Regions from separate parts of the Mus musculus genome. Here regions 2 and 3 are each linked to region 1. A link is a contact called in public HiCAR-type and promoter capture Hi-C data. All regions are on one chromosome and are shown on one strand. Each heading gives the region's core, a stretch centred on a gene start, on an enhancer-like site or on the middle of the called end of the contact. The rest is flanking DNA. Distances are from core to core; before and after follow the strand shown. Region 1 holds the start of Adamts20 (a disintegrin-like and metallopeptidase (reprolysin type) with thrombospondin type 1 motif, 20). Region 2 holds the start of Yaf2 (YY1 associated factor 2). Region 3 holds the start of Zcrb1 (zinc finger CCHC-type and RNA binding motif 1).

Region 1 (3,263 bases), core at 359-2,858:
GGCAGAACATATTGTATGGAATTCTCAGAGGATTAATTAAAATATATCTATAAGATTAGAGTGACACAGACAGCACATGAACTGTCCCATGAACACAATATTTCCAAAATGTCAGATGTGTTGAAAACGAAACGCTCCGTTACCAGCACTGCTTTGATGCTTTGAACCTTCAGCGATGAAAACAAGGTGTCTCTCAGCAGTCGGGTAGCAATTAGTGTGGTATGATTCTGGTTTCGGGTCTTTGTAGGTGGAAAGGCCTGGCTCCAAATGCCAAGATGTACTCAGAGCTGCATGCCATTAAAGTGCCCAGCGTGGAGGATGGTAAAGGTTAAACGCACAGTTGTGGGTAAAGTCCGTTGTTGTTCTCTTTAAGACCACCACATTCTAACCTAAACCTGCCATGCTCTCTAATTCTCTGGTGGATGGAATGGCACTGGTGGGAAAGTGGGAAGGAAAAGAGGAGCGAGTGAGGATTACCATACCACCACCCAGCTGGGGATTTCACCATCAAATATAAGTTTCGACTCTCCCTTCCTGAAACTCTTCTACTACCCGTGCTGCCAACAACAGAAGATTGATACCGGTGACATGGAAGGAGGGAACGTATGGTTAGAGGGCAATTTCCAAGGCCAAGAGCCCAGAGCGCAACAGTGACTGCAACAGTGACTGTAAGCCAAACTGAGCTGCAGTCACCCCGTTGTATCCGTGAAGGTTTGCCTTCCCTGGTTAATGGCCTTGGTTGGATTTCAAGGCTCCCAGCCCCTCTCCCCCGTTTTTTTCCGTTCTGGTAATAGAAGTAATTGCAGATCCTGCAAATCAAACAGGTGAGCTCAGGACACGAGAAGTACCCTTGAAAAGAAGCTGTTTTTCTCTTCATGCTAAAGTTTGTCCGTTGCAGTAGGGCCTGGCCTTGCGCACGGATTCAGAGCTACAGATATTGTTGACGAGAGTTAACATTGACAGAGGGCTTTCTTCACTCGGTGGAGAGATTGGTCCCAGAAACAGGCAGATGTTCCGTGGTTCTTGACATTTGTATGTTTTGGGGAGAGTCCTTTGTGCATATTTAAGCACAAAACCAAAGGCGCAGACAGGCAACAGTAATCACATGTGACTGGAGTTCTGGAGACTCCAATGACCTCCTTGAACTTCCTCAACCAAGAGAGATAGGTTAATGCAGTCATACACAAGTCTTCTAGCTCCGTATCCTCCAAACTCCAGAGTCTCCCTGCACACAGGGACCCTCAAAAAACTGAGCCTCACCACAAGCTCCATGGATAGCATCCGGTTACGGATGGTTATTTTGCGTGGGAAGCCGAATAGGACCTCTCAAACGTGAATTGCATAGGCCCCGGTCTGACACTTGTCATTTCACTCCGTGCTCCTATCACCTGTCAACGTGCGTGGGGTCTGGCTGGTCCTGGGGACGCGGAGCTGCAGCCAGGGAGGTCCCGGTGCGCGCGCCCGCGGGCGGGGCTGCGCGGGGCAGGGGCTGCGCGGGAGGCCGAGCCGCCGCGCCTCCCGCTGATTGGTCGACCAGGTCCTGGGGGGCGGGCCCTCCGCCGCCCCGCGCGCCCCGCTACTCTGGCTCGGTTCCCGCTGGGCCGGGCAGCGAGCGCTTCCCAGGGTGGCGCGGGAGCGCGGGGCGCGCGGGCCTGAGAGAGCCAGGCGGGCAGCGCGCGATGAGGCAGCGGCGCCGGGAGCGGGGACTGGCGGCGGGGCGAGGCGAGCCGGGGTGCAGTCCCGGGTGCTCAGGAGGCTGCTGAGACGCCGCGGAGAACCGCTAGAGCGCGGAGGAGGGCAGCGGAGCTCGGGGAGCCGGCGGCCCTGGGGCGGCCTCCCAGTCGGGATCCCCTCCCCTGTGTGCAGCCATGCGGGTGGCCAAGTGGCTGACCGGGTTGCTCTGCCCGATCTCGCTCCTTCTCACTGGGTCCTGGGAAGTTCGTTTCCACCCACGACAGGGTAAGGTCGCCGTGGGCGCTTGGGCCGGGTGCGAGTGGGTGGTGCAGACTGGTTGGAGACCCCAGGCCACCCAGCTCAGAGCATCCCCGAGGACTTTTTTGGTTGTCGTGGAATCTCTGGGGACACGCTCTCCTGATCATGCGGCGGGCACGCGTGGGGCATGGAGCAGCGTGCATCCGGACAACACGGGTTGCTGGAGGCTGGGAAGAGAAGAGGGGCTGGCAAGGAGGTGGCTGCGCTGGGTGGTGGGTGGCAAGGTCTGTATAGAGCATATAGGACCCGTGGGAAAGCAGTACATGCCCACGGTGCCCAGGTGTGTGCGTGTGTGTATATCTGTCGTGCCCCTGAGACTGACCAAAACTGGGGACCTTGGGTAGGGATGCTTGGCTCAAGAGCTTGTGGGTTGGACAGCGTCGGGGCTTCATAGACATTTCGCTGTGTGTTGCAGAAGCCCTGGTGAAGACTCTGGCCTCCTACGAAGTGGTGACCCCCACGCGGGTCAATGAGTTCGGAGACGTGTTTCCCCAGAACCGGCATTTCAGCCGGAAGAAACGTAGCTCCGGGGTGCCGGAGCCTCCTCCGTTCAGGACCCACTACCGAATCAGCGCCTACGGGCAGCTCTTCCAGCTGAACCTGAGCGCTGATGCGGCCTTCCTGGCTGCAGGCTACACTGAGGTGCACTTGGGGACCCCGGTACCTGGACCAGGCGGGCGCAGCACGGAGTCCCCAGACCTGCGCCACTGTTTCTACCGTGGCCAGGTCAACGCGCGAGAGGACCACACTGCTGTCTTCAGTCTCTGTGGAGGACTGGTAAGCCTGATTGTACCTCCCTATGAGTTTTCTCTGATCCAGGCCAGGGCTGTCTGGGGATTGGGGCATGGTGGGTGGTTCCTAGTAGGTTCCTTGGAGTCCTCAGAGACCACCAGAGAGAGGAGCCTAGACCACAGGCAGAGAGAGAGCATCTTTCATCCATTTGTCACGTGCTCCAGAGGCGCTCAGGAGTGGCCTCTGGGTTCTGCTTCTACAACCTCCGGGCAGGATTTTTATGGGCAGCTATTGGTGCCCAATCCCCTGAATTACTTAACCTTAGTAAATGTGTCAGAAAGGAAGGAAAAATTATTGAATATGCACAATTGAATAAAAAAAGGCTCCCGAGGCTGACAAGATTTGGGGAAAGTTCGTTTTGTTTCTGTATGGGGATGTCCATCCACGGAAGAAGGAAAAGGTAAATGCTAGCTGGATCTGGAAAGGTATGAAATATGTCCACAGATATAGTTGCTAGTGCCAGAGAACTAGAAACGACA
Region 2 (3,263 bases), core at 212-2,711, 1.1 Mb after region 1:
TATCTTCTACTCGGAGCCTCCAGTATTATGGGAAAAAACATTTCCATTGCATAAACCACTCAGCCTCTTTTATCTTGGAAAATTAACGCAACCTCTAATATATAACTTTTACACTCAACTAAGTCAGACTCTCTATTCTGCAAAAATAAAGTAATACTAAGCACCCAAGCAAACCCCACATAAAACAATCTTTTAAATGCTTTTCCAAATTTCTAGTAACTCAGTGCCTTGTGCAAGTGCTCCATCTCTGAGCTGTATACTCCCACCCGTTCTGCTATAATTCATTTTGACTTTCTTTTCTCAGAAGCTTGAAGCCTATTTCCCTCTTAATTACCCCAATTAATATCATATTCCCAATGATAAAAAGGAGAGCATCCTCCAGTTTGGTTATTAACTCTTGTTTGGTAAGTAACACATCAATACAGTAGTCTCCCTTTTGCTGGAGTTTTGCTTTCCTGTTTCAATTACCCACAGACGATATAGTTCAAAATATTAAGGACTTCCTAAACAGTTAACTCCTCAAGTTTTTAGTTGCCATCTCACTCTGAGTATCATGATGAAAATTTGCTCCATCCTGCTCTGGCCCAGCTGGATACATTTTCTAAACAACCTTATAGTATCCCAGGAGCCACACAGTCAGATCAACTGTTAAGTACGCAGTGCCTGAACTGGGTCCCCTTCAGTTAGTTAAGCCTGATGCGGAGGCTACAACGCCTCCATCAGCACACCCAAATAAGGCAGAAGAAGGCAGGGCTCCGAGAAGGGATGGATTTCATCTCTCCTTTCTTCAGGGGCAGCTTTCCTGATGACGGTTCACCGACTTGGCATGCTAAAGTCGCCCCTCGATCAGAGGGATGTCAAGCTAACTCTGGTTGTGGGGTACCCGCCAGATCGGCGAGGTGGGAAGCAGAGCTTCAAGGACCAGCGAGATGGCTGTTTGGGTCTAGCAGGCGAGGTGTGTATCCCCGACAGGCTGGAGTAAGGAGACTCGGGGAGGTGGTGTCCAGGGCACAAGCAACCTCGTCTGCCTTACGTAGGCTCACGAGCGTCCGTTTTATAACAAGCCACTGCAGAGCCCCGTGAGGCCAGGAGGACGCCGCTGCAATTAAAACCGGATCAGACCCTGGTTTCGTCACGTTTGAATTATGTAAGCTAGAGCAGGGCACCGAACCTCTCCCGAGCCTCTGGGTCGCTTCCCCAGAAGGAAGGATGACAGTCCCCGCCGCGCCGGGCGCACGCGTGTCTGCGGGCGCCTGCCATCGCGCCCTTCGGGGCGTGCGAGCCACGGCCGGAGCGCTCCGGGGCAGCCAGCGGGCGGGCGAGCTGGAGGGAGGCGGCGCCGCGAACTCGCCGCCGGTGCTGGGCCGCGCTCCCCGCGTTTGAAGTCTCCGGCGCGGCCGCTGGTTGGCCGGCGCGGGTCACGTGCGCGCAGGCAGGAGTTTCCCCGACAGCTGGAGGCTGCGTGGGATCCGGCGGCGGCGGCGGCAGCGGCGGCGGCGACGGCGGCGGCGGCGGCTGCAGCTCGCGGCGCGGCCTTCCCCGCCCCCTCGCCTCCGCGCTTCCGCCGGCCCCTCACCCCGGCGCTGACAGACCGGCGCGCGTCGGCAGCGAGCATGGGCGACAAGAAGAGCCCCACCAGGTAGGGCGCCCGCCGGCGGAGCGCCCGCGGCCCGGGGTCCCGTGGCGTGGCGTGGAGCGGCGCGGCGCGGGGCGCGCGCGTGTGTGTGGGGAGAGGGGGTGCGGCGCGGCGCGGCGGGGCGCGCGGCTGCCCACAATGGGCCGCGATGGCGGCCGGGGTCAGCGGCCGCGCTCCCCTCCCCCGCGCGGCGCCGGGCGGGGCGGGGGTCGCGGGCCGGGCGGGGCGGGGCGCGGGGCCGGGCGCGGCCTGCGGCTGACCCCGCGCTGCGTCGTGTCCGGTTGTGTCCTGCAGGCCGAAGCGGCAGCCGAAGCCCGCCTCGGATGAGGGCTACTGGGACTGCAGTGTCTGCACCTTCCGGAACAGCGCCGAGGCCTTCAAGTGCATGATGTGCGATGTGCGGAAGGGCACCTCCACCCGGTGAGTCCGGCGCGCCCGTGGATCCCCCGCGGGGCCCCCCGCGCGACGCGGGACGGCGGGGCGGCCAGCCAGGCGGCGGCCGCGGTGGGGCGCGACCCGGCTGAGCCGCGGCTGGCGGCGAGGGCTCGGTGGCGGCGGCGGTGGCGCCTGCTGCGGAGGATGAATTATCCATGGGGGTCGCCGGCCGCTGCCGTGCCGTGCCGTTCCATGCGTGGCCGGTGCGGTGCCCCCTCCCCAGCCGGGCGCAGAGACCGTGATCGCTGGTCGCATTGTGGTGTTAGTGTGCGGGGAGGGGGCGGGGACGGGGAGCCGGGGCGGGGGAGGGGACGGAGGAAAGGCCGCGATGTCACTCGGTCCCCCTGGGGAAAAAGTATCGCTTGTAGGATCGTAATGGATTAAACTTTCTTAGTAACGGATGTCCGGAAAGGGTCAGGCCAAGGTTTCGCGTCTGGGTTTTTTTTTGTTGTTGTTCTATTTCTGTAATAATTTTTTACAGTTAAGTAGTTGGTTGGGAGGTGAACCCAGCAACGCAGTTTTACTCCAGTGCCTGGATATTTTTACACAAACGAGATGACATGATCTTTGTCTGTTGCCGGCCCTGGATTTGTTGTATGGTAGGCATATAGTATTATAATTGTCTTTCCAAAAAAAAAAAAAAAAACCATTTAAAAGAGTTAAATTTAGGAAATTCGAACTCAGTAGCATTCTTGATCTGTCTCCACTTGGTCATAGTTCCCTTGGGAAGGCCGCCTTTAAATCCACTTCTACAGTGATTTGTAGCAATATTTAAGTAAGGCATTTATTTTGCTGCTATGAAGCCTATTCAAATACAAATGATTACAGAATACGGGGAATTTTCTGTTTGAAACAGAGGGCCTGTATAATTTTGACATTCTAAATAGTCAAAGTTATTTCTAAAAATGATGTATCCTGTTTTTTTTTTAAAAACTCAGTTTATAGAATTTTACTAACATTGTAAGTGTAGAGACATGTCAGGATTTTATTGTTTCTACAATACTGGTTGTTTTTGACATACCTGTCATAAATCTCAATAGGTTTTTACTACGAATTCTCATTTACATTGAATACAATATTTTTAGTATTTCTTGGTGTCTATTAAAAAGCAAGGTTTTAAATCCCTTTTAAGTTCAAGGAAAGATTCTAAAAAGAGAAACTACTTGCTATTTCTGGACTCACGTTTTAAGTG
Region 3 (3,263 bases), core at 209-2,708, 1.0 Mb after region 1:
TCAATTCGATACAGATGGAGCAACACCAAATCTTAAAACCCAGATGTCAGGGGAAAAAAAAAAAGTTCAATTTAAAGGCAAAAGCCACAGCTTTGTTAAAGAGTCAGAAAACGCAAGACAGTTTCAAAACAAGGCTAATAAGTGTTTGCTAAGCAGACAAAATAAGATTCCAGGAGCACAGACGATGCGCTCAGGGTGAACTAAGGAAGGAGAAGCAGTGGTACCCCCAAATCGAGAGGAAGCACGAAACAGCGCGGAGAGTTAAGGCTCAAACAATTAGAAGACCAAAGGGGCTTACATCGTGGGCGATAACCAAGCACAACCGGGATGTGAAGCCTGGGAGTTTGGGCTGGCCACAAGTTTGCCATGAGAATTAGTCCCAGTGGTCCCTTGGTGGACGCCAAGGAATTAATGCCTCTCAAAACTCAGCGGCGCCCTGGGTGGATTGCACTTCGTCCCTCCGCTTCAGTCAGGATTGATTGTGCAGGCTCCACGACAGGCTCTGGGCTCCGGGCTGCTGACACGCAGGTTCCCAGGGAGTAGTTACAGGCCTGGTCTGTACGTGCTGGTGGGTAGAAGTTAAGTTTAAACTACCGGGCAAAATAAGCATTCGGATTTCTCTGTAGAAACGACGAGCTCTTAAAGAATAATCAGTGTAGCCGGGCGGTGATGGTGCACGCCTTTAATCCCTGCACTCTGGAGGCGAGGCGGGCGGGATCTCTGAGTTCGAGGCCAGCCTGGTCTACAGAGCGAGTTCCAGGACAGCCAGGGCTACACAGAGAAACCCTGTCTCGGAAAACAAAAAAATAATCAGTGCGTACCCATTCCATATTTTCAGAAAGGAAAAAATAGTAATAAACAACGGGACGATGGAGCTGAACATCTGTCCGTGCCAGTACTCAAGAATGGGTCACTGTGTGACTCCAACTGTCCCCACGTGGGCTTTGTCTCCCCGGCCACACTGACATTCTCAACAGCAAGTGGATTATTTTGGCACTCTTTTGTCCGTCTCTCAAAGTGCCTATTACAGAGTCGGTTAGGTCCAAAAAATAAAAAATAAGATAAAAACCCAGACTTCCTGACTGACCTGGCGTCACTGAAGTTGCCTGGCTGAGAACTCCCCTTTTGCTTACTAAACTCCTGCCGAGAAGCGGAACCTGGGTCTCACTCTCCTCCACACTTCGCTTTCCTCCCGCATCCACTGAGTCCCTCTCCAGGTTCCACTAGGAGTCCAGAATAAAGCACATCTCCATCGCCGCAGGAAACGTCCGCCCGCCCGCCCGCCGGCCGCATGCGCCCCTCGCGCCTCTGCGGAGAGCCACTCGCTCACCTACGTCCCACTGCTGAGCCTCCGCCTCTGTCGCCGCCGCCTCTGTCGCCGCCGCCTCAGCCGCCGGTGAAACCCGCGAAGCCAGACGTCCGCTCGCCCTAAAGGCACTTCCGGCGCGCGCGGTGACGTCGCCCGGCGCGCCAGCCTCCGGCCCGGGGCCGTCGGGGTTTGGGGGAGTCGGAAGGAGCGCTGCACCGCGCTGCGTTCGCGGACGCCCGCGCTTTTGCGCGCCGCGGAAGGCAGCCGGAGGTGAAGCCGCCGCGGGCTCGCATCCTCTCCGCTTCGCCTCTGCGCCGAAGGTAAGCTCCCACGGCGCCGGGCCCAGGAGACGGCCGCGGCCCGGGCCTCCGCCTCGGCCTCCGCCTCGGCCTCGGCCTCGGCCTCGGCCTCGGCCTCGACCCTGACCCCAGCTCCGGCCCCAGGAACGTCCAGCCGGGGTTAGCATTTCTCAGAGTGAGAAACTGGAAACGCGACAAGCAGGTTTTGGCTAGCTAAGGCTTTTTGAATAATCCTCCTACTGGGCCAGCGGGGCGCCCTCCGGGGTGCCGGGTCCATTGTCATTCATAGGGGTTCTTAACACTTGCTGCCGACCGACGCGATCGTTTCACCTGTAATTTGCAGAGTTTTAACAGTGACGTTGATTACTAAGCACATTGATAAATATACAGGTTAATGTCCCATTCAAAGTAGGTAATCCATGTAATAGAGTGTCATTTCATGATTTGGTTGTGCACGAAATTTAAAAATCTAAAGAACTTTATCAAAATGTGAAACTACCCCAAGCTTAACAAAACCGAGTCTCTGTCGTCATGGCCTACCTATATCAGTAATCCATATATACAGACGTAGATACAGGAGTTTTTTTAAAAACAAGAACAAAAGAGGCGGGGTAGACAGGTGTCCCTTTCGGAGGTGGGCGAATCCTTGGGAAACATCTTTTCCGCTTTTACCCTAAGAAGGCGTTAAAAATAGCCTTGTGGCTTCTCCATCTCTCTAAAACCCCTCTTCAATCGCACCGCAGCCCTAAAAGGCTTAACACCCGCTGCTAGAAAAGGAATATGGTAATTCACACCCTACCCACACTGGTACTCTAATCTCTTTAAATGAATGGAGCCTGAGGAATTCTACCCTAATTAAGTCAGTGATGGTCCTTGTTTGGTTCTACTTGGAGTAAGATTCCCAATGTCTCCTTTTTTTCCGTTTTAGAAATGAGCGGTGGCTTGGCGCCAAGTAAAAGCACAGTTTATGTATCCAACTTGCCTTTCTCCCTAACAAACAATGATTTATACCGGGTAAGTTGTATGTACATCTAACTAATGGATTCTTTCTTTAGAGACAATCTGAAGCTTAAGCAAAAATACTGCTCCCTGGGAAAATTTTTAGTTGATATCTTCTGCAAATTTTAGTGGGAAATTTTTCAATTTTGTTTTAATTTCCCAAAGAGAATTTGTTGTTTGTGTGTTTTTTCGAGGCAGGGTTTCTCTGTGCCTGACTGGCCTAGAACTCACTCTGTAGAACAGGCTATCATAGAACTCAGAGATCTGCCTTCCTCTGCCGCCTGTACTTGAGTGGTGGAACACTTGCCTAGAGTAGTTATCACACACCTGTAACCCCAGCACAGGGGAAGCTGAGGTAGGAAGATCAGCTTGGACAATTTAGACCCCATCTCACGAAAGAGAAAAGAGATACTGAATTAGGCTTGGAGGTGAGATTTTAGACTGAATGATAAGAAATAACCTTATTTAAAACATACCTGGGGGCTGGAGGTGAAGTATAGTTGGTAGGATGCTTGTCTTGCGTGCACAAAACCCTGTGTTGATTCCCTAGTACCACATGAACTAAGGAATCAATGGAGAACCCGTTAGAAAGCTATAATCCCATAGGAAACTGCTGGACCTCGGAATCCAATGTTGCTAAATGTCTGGCCCACAAT

What was found. Promoter capture Hi-C pulls out the DNA fragments that hold promoters and counts their contacts. HiCAR-type assays count read pairs that join an accessible place to other places.
Region 2: a contact with region 1 is called in a HiCAR-type map of astrocytes, with 3 times the contacts expected there. The contact joins the promoter of Yaf2 here to the promoter of Adamts20 in region 1. A contact is called at or near these places in 8 of 39 promoter capture datasets (the 3T3-L1 cell line, cranial neural crest, embryonic stem cells and 5 more), 1 of 484 Hi-C or Micro-C datasets (muscle stem cells) and 1 of 115 datasets of contacts at active chromatin or transcription factors (astrocytes).
Region 3: a promoter capture Hi-C map of embryonic stem cells shows a contact between it and region 1, with 2.7 times the contacts expected there. The contact joins the promoter of Zcrb1 here to the promoter of Adamts20 in region 1. A contact is called at or near these places in 4 of 39 promoter capture datasets (cranial neural crest, embryonic stem cells, hippocampal neurons and 1 more) and 3 of 115 datasets of contacts at active chromatin or transcription factors (astrocytes, embryonic forebrain and stem cell-derived neural progenitor cells).

What each region holds. Positions count from the first base shown.
Region 1 is chr15:94,402,695-94,405,957 of GRCm38.p6, reverse strand. Adamts20 (a disintegrin-like and metallopeptidase (reprolysin type) with thrombospondin type 1 motif, 20) reads left to right here and starts at 1,608. Exons shown (of 39, transcript NM_177431.5): 1 at 1,608-1,959; 2 at 2,408-2,769. The coding sequence starts at 1,869.
Region 2 is chr15:93,335,133-93,338,395 of GRCm38.p6, reverse strand. It overlaps Yaf2 (YY1 associated factor 2), which reads left to right and starts at 1,461. Exons shown (of 4, transcript NM_024189.6): 1 at 1,461-1,639; 2 at 1,931-2,056. The coding sequence starts at 1,614.
Region 3 is chr15:93,396,529-93,399,791 of GRCm38.p6, reverse strand. Zcrb1 (zinc finger CCHC-type and RNA binding motif 1) reads left to right here and starts at 1,458. Exons shown (of 8, transcript NM_026025.3): 1 at 1,458-1,629; 2 at 2,537-2,622. The coding sequence starts at 2,539. It overlaps Pphln1 (periphilin 1), which reads right to left and starts at 1,442. Exons shown (of 9, transcript NM_175363.4): 1 at 1,331-1,442.